2 separate regions of the Mus musculus genome follow, and region 2 is linked to region 1. The links are chromatin contacts, called in public HiChIP or PLAC-seq maps. All regions are on one chromosome and are shown on one strand. The core of a region is the stretch at or near the end of the contact, and the rest is flanking DNA. Distances in the headings are between cores, read along the strand shown.

Evidence for each region. HiChIP or PLAC-seq counts read pairs in DNA pulled down with a chosen protein or histone mark.
Region 2: an SMC1A HiChIP or PLAC-seq map of large pre-B cells shows a contact between it and region 1, with 2.6 times the contacts expected there. The contact joins two enhancer-like sites. A contact is called at or near these places in 1 of 15 datasets of contacts at CTCF or cohesin (large pre-B cells), 4 of 484 Hi-C or Micro-C datasets (the AML12 cell line, bone marrow-derived macrophages, brown adipocytes and 1 more), 1 of 115 datasets of contacts at active chromatin or transcription factors (embryonic stem cells) and 1 of 9 other capture datasets (embryonic stem cells).

What each region holds. Positions count from the first base shown.
Region 1 is chr13:32,473,508-32,478,201 of GRCm38.p6, forward strand. The region is part of intron 1 of Gm40876 (a long non-coding RNA gene); the gene reads left to right. Among named protein-coding and RNA genes, the nearest start is that of Gm40876, 10 kb to the left of the region's middle. Within about 2 kb of position 1,269, at least 3 of the 459 cell types and tissues checked have an H3K27ac peak or open chromatin away from gene starts, as enhancers often do.
Region 2 is chr13:32,656,980-32,661,860 of GRCm38.p6, forward strand. No RefSeq gene overlaps it. Among named protein-coding and RNA genes, the nearest start is that of Mylk4, 120 kb to the right of the region's middle. Within about 2 kb of position 3,597, at least 89 of the 459 cell types and tissues checked have an H3K27ac peak or open chromatin away from gene starts, as enhancers often do.

The DNA.
Region 1 (4,694 bases), core at 19-2,518:
GGTGGAGGGGAAGGGGATGCAAGGGAAATGCAAGGGAAGAAAATAAAGCAAGGAGAAAAGAGCAGTGGGTGATGGATGGAGCTGCTTATAATCAGAAGACCGAAAATCGCCCATTGAATTTAGCCATCTGCAGGGCAACATTGAGTAGAGCAGTTCTGGCAGGGTGGCAGAGGACAAAGAGAACCAGGGTTGGGCCAGATCAATAAAGGGAAAGTGGAAGTCAGAAGCAAGTGTTCAAGAATAAGGTTAATTCTTCAGAAACTAGACCTCGGACGTGTGACTGAGAGCCATAATAGCTTCACATACAAAATTATTTACTCATCGTCTACTCTTTAGCAGACGGTGTGCTTGCCTTTGGCGGAATGTTGATGTGTTTGGACCTACACCTTCTATTTGTAGCCAAGCAGTGAACAGTGAGTGGTCTATGGACTGTCTGAAATTCCAGGTGCACAGAGAAGGAGGATGGGGCTGGCAGTGGAGACGTGTGTGGAGTTTTATTTGGTGGGTAAACACTCCATAGACTTCTGTAACCCTTCTTTGCAAGCTTAATTGTACAGGTTTATGCAAAGCTCCGAGTCATTGTGACCCTGACACATTCGAATAGATTTACCAAGGCAAAGAAATGAGCACCTTAAAATTCAGCAGTGTTCAGTAAGAAAATACAACCACACTGATTAACATTTAATCCCATTATGGTTCCCAGGAGAACCCAGCAGGAATGGTGTCCCTGGAGCTGGGAGCAGTGTCTTTGAGCCCTCATGTAATTTCTGGACTGTGAGAGAGGAGAGCTTCAGAAAGCTGGCCCCTAACACCAGCAAGCCACCCGTCTACTCTGTCTGCTCTAGTGTTACTACTCAGAGTCTTCTGCTACAGGGGCAGTGTTTTTGTTTCCCAGAATGCATTTTTCAGGCCATTTTCTTCTGAAGTCCTGATATGTTATCAATGTGTGACTGCGGGGTAAATGAATGTGCTGTTGTGTTTAGCTAGCAATGAATGAGAAGAGTTGGGTGTTGAGAGACACCTGCATCTGTTCTCTCCAGGGACAGACCCCAGCCCACATGGCCTAACCTCTCTCTGTGCTCTCTTGTTTTCTTTCAACGTGTCCTCTATTTCTTACCCACATCTGCCAAGCCACCAAGGATGAATGACCCTGAATTCATCAGTACCCCATTGGGTAAATTATTTTCTCTAATTACTTTGTATCAACATTTTAAGCTAAATATTCAGGGGCTTACTTCCCCCCTTGGGAAGGTTTCCAAGGAGGCCGAACAGACTTAGAAAAACACCTATAAATCCCTCTGGATCAGTGCCGTGCCCCAGGGTGCTGGGCTGGGCAGGTGTGAGAACAGCAAGATGGGATGAAGGAAAAGGCTTGGATCCAAACCAGAAGTCACATTGTATGTAGTTCCTTTTATTCTTTCTTTCAGGTACATTTCACATCTTTTCTCACAAACCCAGGCCAAACTTGTGGTCAGAGTCTGTTCCTGAAAGAGAAAGGATGGAGTCAGGCAAGCATCAGCTAATGTCAATCCATGGTGTCTGTGCCCAGAGGAGGAGACGGGCACCTCAGCCTTTCCTCATATTCCACCAGCATTTACTTCCAGCCAGTGAAAACTGGAGCAGCTATCACAAGCAAAACAGAACCTGATGTCTTGATTGTCATGTTCCTCCTGGGGGCATTTGCTAACGGCCTGGCTTGGATGTGTTTTTGTGTGTGTGAAAGTCGTGGTATTAACCCAGATGTCCTTCTAGGGCGAGAATATGAATCCCTTCCCTTCCCTGGTCTGCTCCATCTTCCTGCTGGTCATCCTGAGACTTTGAAAAGGAATTCTTCGTATTTGTGCTTTTCATTACAGGGGCTGGGTAGGGTATTTGTTGAGTGTGTGTGCGTGCATTTGTGTGTGTGCATGTGTGTGTGTGTGTTGACTATTTTACCCCATTTGATAGTTTTGGTGGTCAAACTCAGGGTATAGTAGATGCTAGGTCTGTGTTCCTCTACTAACCTATATTCCACGCCATTGTATTTTGATTTATTTAAAATTGGACCTATTTATTTTGAAATTTTGATACTATATTCAAGAAGCAATCTAAAAAACATTTGAAGGTGATACTACAAGACACAACTGGACATCACCATATCTTTCTCCAAGAGTAATGTTGGAAAGTTGTTTACAATATTAAGGGCAATTATACCTATTAGATATGTAGTCAACTGGCCAGGGTTTGTTGAGACTAAAAGATCCAAGATAGAATTAGGACTTCCCTTTCTGATCTTGCATTTCCACAATGAGTTCTATCTCTGCTAAAAAAACAAAAAACAACAAAACCCAAAAAACAACAAAAAACAAAAAACCAAAAGGAACAGAGTGGTAATAGCAACATTGTTCTTCATAGCCACACTCTATCTACAAAAGACAGGGTACAAACAGTGACACTCAGTACACAGCAATGTGAAGGATGTGGTATGATAAATGTTGAGTGAAAGTTAATATCTAAAAAGGCTATAGATTCTATGATTCCATGTACGTAAATTTAAAACCAGAAAAACCCAATCTACCATGATTGCCTAGTTCTGCCCTCCCCTGGCTCAGTAGCATTGAGCTCAAATTCATCTCTCCCACTAATTTCCATTCTCACTTGGAGTACTGCATACAGCCATGCTAGCTGTACATCACCATCTGGATGTCTTTCAGATGGCTCAAAAATGTAATATCTCTAGTCATATTGGGTAAGAAGGATCAGGGCAGGCATGTGGGGTCCTAGAAATGTATTTGTCCAGACCTGGGTGAACCTCTGAAAATGAACAAATATGAAAAACTAGATTTGCATGGTGCATTTTGCTACTTTCCTTTCCCAGTAGCTTAAAGGAAAAAGAAGAACAATACAGAATTGTGACCTAGAGGAGCTCATATCCAGTAAGAAAGGAAACTGTTCGAAGAAAATATTTCCTTCAGTGTGGTAGATGCTCCCTTAAAGATAAACTATACCACGCGGGGTTCAAACAGATATCCATGAGGCATGGAGAAGACAGAAGAGGAGAGAGAGAAGGATGAGAGGGAAGAGAGAAGAAGAGAGGGAGAGGAAAAGAGACTGTGTTCTTGGGAGAGGTAGGGAATTTCTGGAGGGTCACTGTTCCCTATATTCAGTGTAGGCTGTGGCATTGTCATGCTGAGGAAGGAAAATCTCTAACACTGGACACTAACACTCACTGTTCCTACTCTATGACCTTTCTGTGGTTCTTGATTTTGCCAATGAATTTCATTTTTGGAAGTTCTATATTTTCCTGTCTTCAGTGACAGTTCCTACTGGCTTTCTTTCTCCTGCCACCTCTCCCTCTGCTTCCATATCTCCCTCTCCCTCTGTTTGTTTCTTTATTCTTGCCTCGCCTCGCCTCGCCTCGCCTCGCCTCCCCTCCCCTCCCCTTCTTTTTTTCTCTTCTCTTCTTTTCTTTTCTCTTCTCTTCTTTCCTTTCCTTTCCTTTCCTTTCCTTTCCTTTCCTTTCCTTTCCTTTCCTGGAGCCATTCTTGATCTCTAAATGTGCCTGCCCTGCAAGGATATGTGCTGTAGTCTTTCTCTCCAATTCTTTCCTCTGGCTAACATCACCTGCATCTGGGAGTGGTCTTAACTACCTGTTGCCCAAATAGCATTCATTCCAAGTTTGACATTCCCAACTTATGTTTTTAGCCTTGCTCTTAGAGCAGAGTATGTGCATGCCATCTAGACACTACCATTCAGATGATCATCACATGGCTCAAATCTAACATTTTCCACCCTGAGCCCTCTTGTCCCCCTCTCCCAAGTCTTTCTATTTCTTCTTTTTAACTAGTAATTGGTCTCTGGGACTTTTCTTTTGGGTTCAGTTAAGTAGCCTTTCTCTGACCTTCTGCCATATTCTACATGTGTGTTGCCACAGCACAGTTCATGTTCTTCTGAAATCAGGAACACACTGGAGGCTGCTATTGTGTTTTCACCTCTAAGTAGGGATCGCCTATGCAAGGTTGAGGATATCTTTAGCCAGAAAGCAGTCCCACTGGTGTTTGGTGGAATTAGGCTTAACATTTTCTATTGTTCTAAGAAGTTTTGAAATTGCTTCAGAAATGTCCTGTCCTTTATTACAGATATGTGTGGATGCTAACATTATGACACCTTTATTAGCTTGGTCAAGTGAAAGAATGTTACTACTGAATAAAGAAAAGAAAAGAAGAGAAGAGAAAGAAAAGAGAAGGGAAGGGAAGGGAAGGGAAGAAAGAGAAGAGAAGAGAAGAGAAGAGAAGAGAAGAGAAGAGAAGAGAAGAGAAGAGAAAAGAAGGAAGAGAAAGAGATAGATTGACTCTGTTAAATGTTCTCCTGAGCACAGTGAATTCTGGGACTTTGTGTTTGTTTTCTCTGTCACTGTAACAAAATACTTGAGACTGAATGAGTAACAAAGAATAGAATTTTAGGGCTGGGGAGATGGCTCAGTCACAGTAAAGTATGAAGATCTGAGTTTGGATTCCCAGTGCTGGGTATGGAGGTCCCTGTCTGTAGTCCTAGAGCCAGGGGGGCTAGAGATAGGTAGACTCCTGGAGATTCATTGTTGAGCCAGCCTATCAGTGAGCTATAGTTTCAGTGAGAGACCTTGTCTCGAAAAATTAGATGGGAAATGACTGAGGAAGACAGCCAGCACAATGCCCTGGCTCTGCAAGCATGTGTGC
Region 2 (4,881 bases), core at 2,347-4,846, 190 kb after region 1:
AGTCGGGGTGGGTGGGTATGGGGGACTTTTGGTATAGCATTCAAAATGTAAATGAGCTAAATACCTAATAAAAATGGGGAAAAAAGCATACTCAAAATTACATGTAAAGATGCATTAGAATAACTATTTTTAACTTACGACTTGACAGTATGAAACTCTTTTACTTTTACATTTAAAAAAAAAAGAAAAAAAAACAGATGCTGAGTAATTTTCTAACACTATTCTTCAGCTTGAAAGTATCCAATTAATTTGACCGTGCTATAAAATGTCATTTTATAACATTTCAAGAAGTGAAAAGTTCAATATTACAACAGGATTATTATTTCTTTTGTATTTGTATGAATGCATGTGCTAGTATGTGCGCATGTTTATTCACGTGTGTGTGAGTATGCATACGTGAGTGTATATTTGTGAATATGTGTATGTGTGTAGGAGGGTATGTGCATATAGGCTATAAGTTAACATTGGATATTGCTCCTCAGAATCTATCCACCTTGACTTTTCAAGACAGGGTCCCCAAGAGTATCTGAAGCATACTGATTAGAGTGAGAAAGTTATCGAGAGAACCCCAGTGATCTATCGCCCTGCCTGGCCTGGGATCACACTCATACAGTGCCAGGCTCAGCACTTTTCCTGTGGGTGTTTGGGTTTGAACTCAGATTTTCATGTCTTTTATGGCAAACACTAAACAGACTGAGCCATCTCTCCATCCCCTGAAATATTGGCTCTATAGATACTCTGAGTGCTGAGCTTCAGACATCCACGCTCATTCATATCACACGCTGTCATATGTAGGAGAAGTCTGTCATAATAAAGAGCTTCTCACACACCACAGACAATAACACTGGATTCTGGCAGGGATGCTGTGGGTGGAATCTACATTTAGTTGGCAAGGATTTTCTTTCTTGGCTTTTTTTTCCAATAGTGTTAGGATATATATATATATATATATAATTGTGTTAGGATAGCTTTAAAAATTGCTGTTTGAATTGCTGAGTTTCTATAAAAAAACGATGATTTTGGCATGAGATTAAGACAAAACCTTCAACAATTTAAAAGTGGCCCTATATTTACTTCTGCTATCTCATACTATGTTTTTATTCAAAGAGCTTTCTCAGTATTGACAATTGCAAAATCAAAATATTGATCAACTTTGGAAAAAGCTGAAGATGATCTGTGTCCTGTAATATCAATTATCAGCCAAGATTTAATTCTTTTTGTGGCTATAAATAAGCAATCTACCTCATTAGTATACAAATTGACTTTAATCTTTAAGTGTATAAAATTATGTGTATACCCCAAACTATTATTATTATTATTATTATTATTATTATTATTATTATTATTATTTATAGTAGTGCTATTAGGGGGCCCATGCTTAGGGAGATCAGAGGCCAACTTTGTGCAGTCAGTTCTGGGAGCTGAATTTGTCAAATAATCATTAGATCTGTATGACAAATACTTTTAGGCATTAAATCATTTTGACAACCCCAAATAACTACTTTAAATATTTTTTATGATTTACTACCAGTTAAAGTTTGGTTTATGTACCTATTTTATATACTTATATGTAAAAAACCTGTAAATGTATAAATTTTGTATGTATGTACCTATTTTATATACTTATATGTAAAATATCTGCAAATGTATAAATTTTGCATATGTAAAAAGTTTCTGAGTGTTCAAGCTGGAGTTTTCGTTTCATTTTGCTCTGATTTTCTGTGCTGAGGCCTGAGCCCAGAGTTACACTGTGCTAAGAAGTCATCTGTCCCTGAGCTACATGTCCAGTCCTCTACTGTGTTTAATATAGACCCCAGACGTTATCTCTAGAAATGATGTTTCAGAAATAATTTTAAAATGTAATTAAAATTCTTCGTCTGAAAAGACACCTTTGGATTTATTTTATAGTATATTTTATTTTAATCACAGAAATGTCCCTAGTTACTTTTCTGCTGCTGTGATGAGATACCACAACCAAGAGCACTTATTAAAGAAATCATTTAACTGGGGCCTTGCTTATAGCTTCAGAGGGTGAGTGTGTACCTATCACAGTAGGGAACATGGCAGCAAGCAAGCAGGAAGAGCACAGGAGGAGGAGCTGAGCATTTACAGCTGATCCATAAGCGCTTGGCAGAGAAAGAGAAAGAGAGAGAGAGAGAGAGAGAGAGAGAGAGAGAGAGAGAGAGAGAGAGAGAGAGAGATGGAGACTGGGCGTGGCACTTCCTTTTTAAAGCCTCTAAGCCCACCCCCACTAACACACCTCCTCCAATAAGACCACATCTCCTAATCTGTCCTAACTAATCCACCAACTGGAAACCAAGTATTGAAATATATGAGGTCATGGGGATCATTATCGCTCAACTATCACAAAATTACGATCAAGTCTTTTTCTTACAAGAAAATACTTGAGAATGGGCAAAGTCTCTGTCAATTCCTTGGTTTTTGCCTCTGTATAAGAGGCAGTAGGCATATGATGGCTTGGCAGATTGACAGCATTTTCTGCCAAACCTGATGACCCGATTTCAATCCCTGCTGTCCACCCAGTGGAAGGAGAGAACTGATTCCAAGTTGTTCTCTGACTCCTAAAAGTGTTTGCATGTGTGCACACACACATACACACGCGCACACACACACACACACACACACACACACACACATGTTAAAAAGTTTTTAAATGTCTAAAGTCTCCTCATTCCCACCCTGCGTTCACTGAGCATTGTGTTTCAGAGAACTACAGAAAGCTCTTCGTTGTGGCTGAAGCTTGTCTCCCTTCAGACTGTGCAGCAAATAAACTTGGACATCAGACTCTTGATGTTTTAGGGTATCTGTAAGAAATGATTTCATAGGATGCTTCTTACTGATGCTTAGAAACTAAAGGTTCTGGGAAAAAGAAATGTGTGTATGCTGTGTGGTAGGGGTGTGTGTGTGTGTGTGTGTGTGTGTGTGTGTGTGTGTATGAGGGGTGTGTATGTATGAGAGAGAAAGAGAGACAAAGACAGAGAGAACTCACCAGTTCATAAACTCTGACAACCACTCTGCTGCTCTTTAAAACCCTCTGGGCAGATCTAGAGTTATTTGTGCTGCTTGTACACACTTCCTGTAATGATATAACAGTATTATTGCATACCCTTCTATAACTCTGTGTGTATTGAGTGAGATGCTATTTTGACCTGCACACACACAGAAAAAAAGAGCATTTTTACTTAAGAAAAATTGGAACACATCAGCTTTGTGCTGCATGCCCTTAACTTTCATGAAGCAGACTTGCCATTGGGAGCCACTGGGATTTAACCACACCAGTGTGGTTTCCCTTCGGTAGCTAAGATGCCTGGGACTGGGGAGTTGGTTTTACACTAATAGACTCCAGCTGAGTTAGGTGGAAGGCTGTTCCACAACAAAACCCTATCCAGAGACAAAACGGCAGTCTGTCCTCAAGAGTAGTTAGGGTATAGGTCAGTAAGTGTGGTAAAGCCGCCCTTCCGTGAAAGATCTGGAAGGAAGACAAGTGGTAATCTGCCCCGACTTGCTATTTTCTGCCTAGAGTGGCTGGGGCCCAGAAGGCTCAGGTGACTGACTGGAGCCACACTGTAGTTAGTGGCAGAGCCAGGATGTGCCTGGGACCAGTGACTCATGTCAGAGTTTCCTGGGCTCTGAATTCAGCAGAGGAAATGCTTTGTTTTCAAAGCTAAGTTCCTTTCCTTCTAAACTTCACTTCCTGCATCTAAAAGGGAAAAAATAACACTTTTTAGAGAACATGGTCAAAACAACAACAATAAAATGTGGTGATGTAAACACCACATCACTGAAGAACTGTCAATGGTGTCAGGACAGTAATGGGAATTGAGAAGGAGTATTTTTTTAAATGTAGAGAACATTCCAAATGAAAGTTAATGTTTGCATATACAGTACTGGGCTTTCTCAAGTTCATATCTAATGGCTAGGCCCTCTCCATCCTTGTCCCACTCCCTAACCACTGCTCTCCAAGCCCGCATCCCCATTTTCCTGTCAGATCATAGGCACAAGCATGCCAAAAGTATCATACTCACAAAAATGTGCCACGATTTCAGTCCCCTCCCCCAACACACATTACACGTACAGCTGTCGCTTTGTGTTTTTAAGGAATCAGGGAATTGCTTCAGCATTCAAAATATCCAGATGTGCTCATCCCAAACAAAAACTGCAACAGTGTCTGCATATAATCCTCTGTATATTCCTATATCTTTTCAATCATCTCTGGATGACTTGTAATAACTAACACATTGCGAGTACTGTGTGAGTACTTCTACCTCATTGTGTAAGGAAAGGTCTGTACATGTTCAACATGGATGCAGTGTCTGGCTGGGGAATATTTTCCATTCACATTGGTGCAGACCTAGAGATGTGAAGGACCGGCTATTCTCCACCATTCTTCGTTGATCCATCCTACTATACCTGTTGAATATCAGTCCAAGCATTATCTCCTGGGCACATCCTTCCATGACCTAGAGGCAGAATTTATAAATCCCTGCTGTGTTGCTTTGTTGCACCCATGGTGACTTCCACTATAGCATTTGGAGCCTTTGATTACTGTTATTTGATTACCAATGTTCATCTTTCCTTATTTGATACAAGGATGGGATCAACGCATGTCTGATTAAAACAAAACAAACAAAACAAAACAAAATAAAACAAAACAAAACAAAACAAAAAAAAAAACAAATGCGTAAAGGTCTCTGGCTTTAGCTTGGGGCAGAACGGTTGTACACAGAAATACCTGTTAAACAAGCAGCCCTTGCAAAGGACAAGGTTCAATTTGAGGACCCTTGACATTTAAAAAGTATTGTACTCTGTTCAATCCTGGAGCATGTGAGCAGTCGAGGAGTTTAAAGGTAACCAAGGACA